Linked DNA regions of Danio rerio: region 1 is linked to region 2. The links are chromatin contacts, called in public HiChIP or PLAC-seq maps. All regions are on one chromosome and are shown on one strand. The core of a region is the stretch at or near the end of the contact, and the rest is flanking DNA. Distances in the headings are between cores, read along the strand shown.

Evidence for each region. HiChIP or PLAC-seq counts read pairs in DNA pulled down with a chosen protein or histone mark.
Region 1: a contact with region 2 is called in an H3K4me3 HiChIP or PLAC-seq map of embryo, with 6 times the contacts expected there. The contact joins two enhancer-like sites. A contact is called at or near these places in 2 of 4 datasets of contacts at active chromatin or transcription factors (caudal fin and embryo).

What each region holds. Positions count from the first base shown.
Region 1 is chr18:26,424,093-26,428,355 of GRCz12tu, reverse strand. No RefSeq gene overlaps it. Among named protein-coding and RNA genes, the nearest start is that of fam174b, 2.8 kb to the left of the region's middle. Within about 2 kb of position 2,490, at least 44 of the 62 cell types and tissues checked have an H3K27ac peak or open chromatin away from gene starts, as enhancers often do. A contact at or near this core is called in caudal fin, where this site is marked.
Region 2 is chr18:26,001,043-26,005,285 of GRCz12tu, reverse strand. It overlaps a transcript of lysmd4 not described here. Among named protein-coding and RNA genes, the nearest start is that of lysmd4, 16 kb to the right of the region's middle. Within about 2 kb of position 1,330, at least 18 of the 62 cell types and tissues checked have an H3K27ac peak or open chromatin away from gene starts, as enhancers often do. A contact at or near this core is called in caudal fin, where this site is marked.

The sequences.
Region 1 (4,263 bases), core at 1,241-3,740, 420 kb before region 2:
TAGTAAAATATTAATTACTGTCATCATTGCAAAGATAAAATACATCATTAGAAATGAGTTATTAAAACTATTAGAATTGTGCTAAAAAATTCTCTGTTAAACAGAAATTGGGGGGGAAATAAACAGGGGGGGCTAATAATTCTGACTTCAACTGTCTGTCTGTCTGTCTGTCTGTCTCTCTCTCTCTCTCTCTCTCTCTCTCTATCTATCTATCTGAAATAAAATCATCAGTTTGCCTATCTATTTATCTTTCTTTCTTATATGTCTGTCTCTCTGTCTGATATGTCTGTTGTCTAATGTGTCTATCTATTTATCGGTTTTTCAATCCAGTCCCTGATTATGATTGTTGATGTTTTTGCCAATCTATTCCCAGATTATTTCTGGATTAATTTGTGCATATCCTTTTCTGAATCAGTTTGATGTAGCATGTTCAAGGTGAAACTGTTGTGTCAGTAGAAAACTGATTAACAGCCACATAAAACATTTAAACTACAGTATGTGAAAGTTCTGTTTACCCAACATGCTGCATAATTTTACATCAGAAAAAAAAGCTGTGAAAAATATTTAGCTGTTTATATCACAATAAACTGTTCTTACATTATAAGTGGACTTCAGGGCAGTATAAATGCACGATTTGACCCCTTAAGGTCACAAGAGAAGGAAATGGGTTATTGCAGGATTAAGCTTTGGCCTTCCTGCGTCCCATCCTGTTATTTAACATATTAAACAGGGAAGTCCCACTGCATGGTCTACTTAGCCGAAATACCCATAGTATGTGTTTTAAAAATCATTTTAACACAAAAAAATATTAAAATAAAAGATAAACATATCCTTTTGTGCATCACACGTTAAGCTATAAACTTCAACAACCAAGAACATGGATTTTGGGATAAGCTATTGAATCATTCTCAATGTTTAACAAATCTAAAGACAGAAACAGTTGAGATGATTAAAGTGCATATACTTGTAGTTGCCACGTGATGGCGCAATCTACACAGAGACAGTTCTTTTTTGACTACAAACAGGAAAATGGAAATAGGCCTTGTCGAATTTAGAACTGTAACTACTGTAACTTAACTAATAATTAATAATAATATTATTGTTATTATTGTTGTTAGTTTTTCTCAGTGACTTCGGTGGATTTATCATAACACTACTTATATTTGCACAACAGTAAATGTATTTCTCAAAACAATTAGTCATTTGTGCACATCATAGTAGCAGTTTCTCATTCCTTCCAATAAATTGCAAATGCTTTTGGACATGCATCAATTGCTTTCATACAACTCTCTGCAGTTTTATAACATTATTATTTGAATGTCATGTAATTCAAAAGTAACTAAACTTGGGAATGCTGAATAGTCATTCCATATTAAACTAATAGTCCTCATTTCATTACTGTCATTACATACAAAAATACTGAACTAGGTGTCAAAATCTGTCAAGCAAATTTTAGAAAAAAATGTAATCTTTTTTTTTTTCTAAAAATATCTTCCAAATTGAACAATTTCATGAATGATTTACAGACCTGTGTATGTTGTAGGTTCAGTTCCAGTATGTACTGCAATATTGTTTACAATTGTGCACAGTTCTACCCAAAGGGTGTTCATGCTTGTAGTGGATCAGGGTGTATTTATTCTTTTGCACAATGCTGTGAATAAATTCAAATTACGCAGACCATACGCATGAAAAATGTGAAACACACATATTCAGTGCCTTGTACTCAGTGATGTTTAACTTTACTGTAGTTTTCAAATGGCTGTGCAAACAGTACATAGTGTTGTCTTGAGCATTTTGAGCAAGTGTCACCAAAATCTGACTTTTTTTTGCATTGGAAAAAAATGTAGAGTAAACTGACATAATGAAAACATGACAGCCATTTGACTTTGTTCATAAACAATGGTGTCAGGACTTTTCATCATTATGACACTGACACTTTCATTGACATGAATACTTGCTTTTGAGGAATGAGCTATCCATTTTGAGCATGTGACACACTTTTGCAGGTTATCATCTACGTTTTGAAGTTTGCACAATTTTTTTTTGAGAAATGCATTAACTGTTGTGCAAATGTAAATAGTGTTGTGAGAAATGCAACAAAGCGACTGAGGAAAAATATAACTACGATTTTATTTATTTATTTACATACCTGAATGCAAACCTCCTCATTTTGGACACTAAACCAAAAAATTAAGACTATAAAAGTATTCTATATTTATTTAAATTATTTGAACTGAATAATACCTCAATCATATAAAGATTTAGACAAATGCAAATATTATTTAATATTTATTGTTATTAATATTATTATTAGCAGTGGTGGTGGTAGAATAATTTTTTTTAGGTTCAGACCTTTATTAAAGCACAATTATGCATATACCCAAATGAAATATGTATTAGATTCTGGTGATTTGATATATCACATGAAAAGCATTTCATTGGCATTCACAGTACATATTTCAGAGCAGGCCACAAGAGGGCTCCTAGATATCTCCATATTTCACCTCAACACTTAGCTGTTACCATCACACTGTTGTTGTGTTTATTACTACACTACAAAACTGTGTTTGCAGATTTGTGTTTTGACATAAAGACTCATAATGCCATACTATAATACCAACATGTTTTTGTAGTTCAGGAAAAAAAGAGAAAAACAAAATAGAGACATAATTTCAGACCTTTGATGCCTCTTTCTAATTATATTTGCCAGTTTTTTTTTCCTTTTTTTTATCTTCCTTGTACAAACAAATAATCAATAGAGTTTAGCTTGAGGCCACTTCCATGAATAGTCCTGCATGGCATATTTGCCAGTGTGTACGTGGCATGACTTTAGAGAAGGGGGAGGTGCCATGCAGGCCTGATCCAATTACAGTTGCTAAGAAACAGACTGTGGTATGCTGAGCCTACCAGGACAGAAATGAGCCCTTCTGCTGTACTGTACACAGCCATTTGCTGAAACACAGTGCCATTCTTTTTAAATGAAAGTATAAATATTAGAACAATTCATGCAGATACGTTACATTAATATATTATTTATAATGTAAGGGTATTGGTCTGATGCTTCTGATGTGAAGTGTGGATATTTAATTTGGACCGTTGAAACCTTTTTCTTTTTTGCGTAATGTCTGGTTTAAAAAGAGCTCTATATTGTTAGGTTGAACTCTATAAAAATTTAGCTGGTGGATAATTCATGTAATTTATTTAGACAATGTGTATAATGCAGCAGCCAATGTTTTAAGGTGAATAAACAAAAACATTTGCTAAAAAAAAAAAAAAAAAAAAAACATGTTTACATTAATTATTTAGCAGACACTTTTCTCAACAACAAGTTGTGGAATATTAATATATTTTAAATAGAATAATTCATACATTGTTTTGATAAATATTAAAAAATTTTAATAGATGTATTATGTTATTGACATGAATAACAGAAGCCTTTCTGCTTTAAACTGTCTCAAAATTTAGTTGACAATTATTCAAATGATTAAAATCCTATTTAAAGAAATTTTCAAATGTATTTTATAATGTGTGTATAGGCATATTAATATATTTGTCCATATTTAAGTTGGGATAACATCAACAACTGTTGGTTAAATGCATATTTTCAATGAAAATATATCAGTATTTTTCATTCAAAAACATTAACACATGAATGTATACACCATAACTAAATAAAATAAATCTCCATAAATAAATAGACATTAACCTTTTAAGGTGCACTCCTTGAAAAAATAAAAATTGTCCCACGCTTGCATTGGATAAATATACTGACACAACTCTAATAAATAGTAATAAGTGAATAAAATAATAATGATAGCCTATAGATGAAATGTCGACCAGGTGATTACAATGCTTGTTAACTAAATAGGCTATTGCACATAACACAGTCACAGCACCTCTGTGAAGTTGGCACCCCATAAAAACAAAATAATCCCCAAAACTATGCTGTTCGTTTGTGCTGATTTGTGCCGCAAAAATGAACATTTGTGCTGGTTTGGGGTCTGAGATATTAAGTCTTTTTTTTCAGGTTAGGTACTTCTAAGAACCACAGTTCTAGAAATATTCAGCAAACAGTAGTATTTATAAATAATAGTCTATAATTAGTTTGTTTGATCATGTTGCCTTTGCCTTAAAGCTGTTGTATGTTAAAAAGTATAATGCTCTGTATATCTATTTATTTTTATTTTACTTTTAAATGTTAAGCCTGGGCGAGGCAGTAGCGCAGTAGGTAGTGCTGTCGCCTCACAGCAAGAAGGTCGCTGG
Region 2 (4,243 bases), core at 81-2,580:
CGTGGGGAAAACTGGACAACTTTGAGTGTTTGTTAACTAATTTTATCTAATGGGATCAAAATCGGTGATTTAGCGTGCATCTGCTAGTGGAGTGATGATGCGTCGGTTTCTCAATATTATTTATACAGATGTAGCAAAGTTTTCTTATCCTATGAGAAGACCCTGCTTCTTATTATTCATGAGAGCACTGCTTTCCGAAGGCAAGGCAGACCTGCCAAGCTGCGAGAGCCAATAAATGGGTGAGATCATTTCGGCGACATGTGTATATGAAATTGCGAATAACCAATGTAGCAGGGCATTAAATCTGTTTATTTCTTTGTATTTTAACTTTGTAAACTGTAGAATCATGGGTCTCCTTACAGTTTGTGTCTCAATTTGTGAGCCAACTGACAACAGTTGTTTGCTCCTCTCTTTTTCCCCTGCTCTGCCAGCCACACCCACTCTTCCCTCTGCTCGCAGAGCTCTACACCCATTAGACATGGGCCGGATTAAGATTCTGAAGATATAATAACCTTTGATAAAAATATCACGGTTTTATGGTATCATGGTATTGTGATTACTGCTCTAAAATATAACTATAAATAACAATATTTTATTTTTTGAAAGAGTTATAATATTTTGGAGCAGTAAACATGTCATGCTAAATAATTCAAATTAATTATTGACTTCTGCTGTCTTTATTTGTTTCAAAAACACAGATTTCTTTACAATAAAAATGAATTTTTGGATATATTTTCTGTTGGAGATACTGTTGTCCTAAAAAACAAAAAATTGTAAATAAAAAATCTTAAACATACCATAGGAACGGTATTACAGGAAATTTTGGCAGTTTTAAAACCTAGACTTTTCCAAACCGCTGTATACCTTGAAAACGGTTATTGTCCCATGCCACGCCCATCATAAACCTTATTTTGAAAAAATTCTGAGGTAGACTTGAACCGAAAGAGGGGGTTTTCATGGCCCTTTAAACTATGAACTTTTATACCTTTATACACATAAAGGTTTAGAACCACTTGAGGGTGGGTAAATATTCATTTTTGGGTGAACTATTCCTTTAATAACCTTTTCATGGAGGTGCTAAGTCTTTACAATCCTTGCTGAAGATACATCAGTGTCTTAAACTAACTCTAACCCACACTCAACATTTGAGATAATGTTCCTAAATCCTGGATCATGCAAAAATAAAAAAAAATCACTATGAAACAGATCAAATAAGAACTGCTCTGGGAGCGTTAGGGTTTGCGTAATAACTGCGGTTTGGGCTTGCAGACAAAGAAAGGGGTGGTCCGCTCGCCCCCAGTCTGTGCTGCAGCAGCCGAGACGCAGACGGGGAGAAGGCACGGGGCCAAAGCTGTGGGGCCTGGAGCAGGATCACAGCAGCGCCTGTTTCTGTGAGCCGTGCCTGTGAGATGAAGCTTTCAGGTTGTGAGATCACATGGGACTGAGTCTAAGCAGCTGCTGAACAAACGCTAACAATACTTTTTCCCCCGTCTAAAAAAGTTCTTTTGATTTTTAAAGCACTAAACTCAAATGCAAGTTGACTGTTTCACAATATTTTAGAACATTTTAATAAATGAAAAGACAAAAATATTGTTCAGATATTTTTACATTTCTTTTACATTTGATATTGTCTGCCTAACATTCTCTTTTGATATGAACAAAAATAGAAATGTTTCATCCCACCATAACCCACTGTTTGTCACAGCAGGTAGGAAAATGAGGCATGGGATCTAAGCAGCAAACTTTTTTATTTAGAAATAGGAAAAAAACCTAAGAGAACCTCCATTTAAAGATGAGAATTTGAATTGTAAATTTAAACCAACCATGTAATCAGTGTTGAACAAATTATGAGTGGAAAAAGGGCAACAAAAGTAATAAGAATCAATACATAGGAAAAGTAGAAGTGAACGTCCATAAACAAGAAGTGGGCAGCTGTGCGGAACAGTCTTCAAATAATTGGTGGTGGGAGATCCCATGGAGGAACTAGTAGCAGAAGCCAAAAAGATCCAATTTATACTTCTGTGTCAAGTCCACACAAATGGTCTGGTGTAACCTTCACACAGTTGCATACCCTTTGCCGTACCTTTCAAAAAATGTAACTACAAATTGGGACAATGCTGTTCGCCAGATCTGTGATTGGTCGGCTTGGTAATGATGATGAATGTAGGTGGGATCAAGAAATGTGGTAGCGTAGTGAGGCTGGTGGGTTTAACAAGAGTCCTGTGGAGGAACTCAAGATGGACACTTGTTGTTTTATGTTTACCCATCAAGTATTTTCTTTTTTAAAGATGTCTAATAGATGTCTAAACACGGTCGTCTAGGCTAAAACAAGGCTAAATTTGTGCTGTCAGTGAAAATCTAACAGACATTTAAGAATAGGCCAAAACTAGACTATCAAAAAAACAGAAATGAATGACTACACATATAAAGTCTGTCTAGTCTGTCTATTTGACAACTAGTCTATTTTTGGGCTATTCTTAGACGTCTATTAGATTTTCATTGACAGCCCAAATTTAGCCTTGTTTTAGCCAAGCTGTCTACGTTTAGATGTATATTAGATGTTTATAAAACACAAAATTGTTTGCTGGGTACTTTTTGATTAAATATTTTGATGATTCTCTGGTAAACACAAAACATCGGCGAAAAAACTCGACACATTGGACCGTAAAAAACCTCACTGACTATTGTTTCTGAGTTTATTTAATGCCAGAGCAGCATAGACAGATCATAGGAGTATAAATGATCACAACATCATGGGTTATATGAAATGTATGTACTGGAGGTTACATCGACCACTCAACTGTTGTAGGAGGAGACTATGGGAACAAAGATAATTAAGAAGTCCAGTGGAGCCAAACGTGTGGAGGTCTGAATGTCTGTGATAATACAACAGTTATGTATTGAAGCAGAACCCAGTGGATGATGGACAATGGTGGAATTGAGAGATCACAAAGCCAAGGTGATGGCAATGGGTATAGGCCTAACACCAAGGTCAAGCCATTAACTTGGTAGCACAAGGCAAAGCTGGAGCCAGCAGAAGGGAAGGAGCTAAAACAGTAGATGGAACTAGTGAAGACAAAGAAACTTAAATGTTGGACAGAAAAAAAAATGGGAAGCCAATGTCAGGCAGAAACAGCATCTCCATATGTATCCGGATAGATCTAAAAATATGCCACATTTGGTCTTTGATGGAGTGATCATCCTGTTTGATGAGGAGTTGAGCAGCCGTTTGATTTCATGTGCTCTCTGCTCTGATGTGTCACGGTGGGAAGGTAAATGAGGATGAGTGTATTTGAGTGGAATATAATGTACTTTTACTTAGAAACAAAAATGCACATACAACTGGAAAAAAAGTGAAGAAGATTGTGATACAATAGTGAAGCATTAATTTAATCCCTATTTTCCACTGACCAAAAATCATCCACCCGCACAGTTGGACTCAAACTAAAATATATTTCTTGGAAAAAAAAGTATTTTTAAAATAAATTTCGTTTAGTTGAAGTCAGAAGTATTAGCCCCCCTGAATTATTAGCATTTATTTTTTCCCCAATTTCTGTTAAACGGAGAGAAGATTTTTAAAACACATTTCTAATTATAATAGTTTTAATAACTCATTTCTGATAATTGATTTATTTTATCTTTGCCATGGTGACAGTAAATTATATTTGACTAGATATTTTTCAAGACACTTCTATACAGCTTAAAGTGACATTTAAAGGCTTAACTAGTTTAATTAGGTTAACTAGGCAGGTTATGGCAATTAAGCAAGTTATTGTATAACTATGGTTTGTTCCGTAGATTATCGAAAATAATTAGCTTATAGGAGTTAATAATTTTATCCTTAAAATTATGTTTAAAAAATTAAAAACTGCTTTTATCCAAGCTAAAATAAAACAAATAAGACTTTCTCCTGAAGAAAAAATATTATCAGACATACTGTGAACATTTCATTGCTCTGTTAAAAATCATTTGGGTAATAGTTAAAAAAGAAAAAAAAATCAAATGCGGCTAATAATTCTGACTTCAACTGTAGTTTGTCTCTTTAGTGTATACTGTTTAATAATCAATTTAAATTATGTCATAAAAAAAAAAAAAAACTGCTTTAATTCCTGCTCTCTAATGGTAGGTACGCACAGTGCGTATAGCCGTGCGGCTGCAGGCGCCACTGGTTGAAACTGCTGCTTAACAGACATTTAACTGACTATAAGAAACTTTGCAAATACATATCAACTTACACTAACCC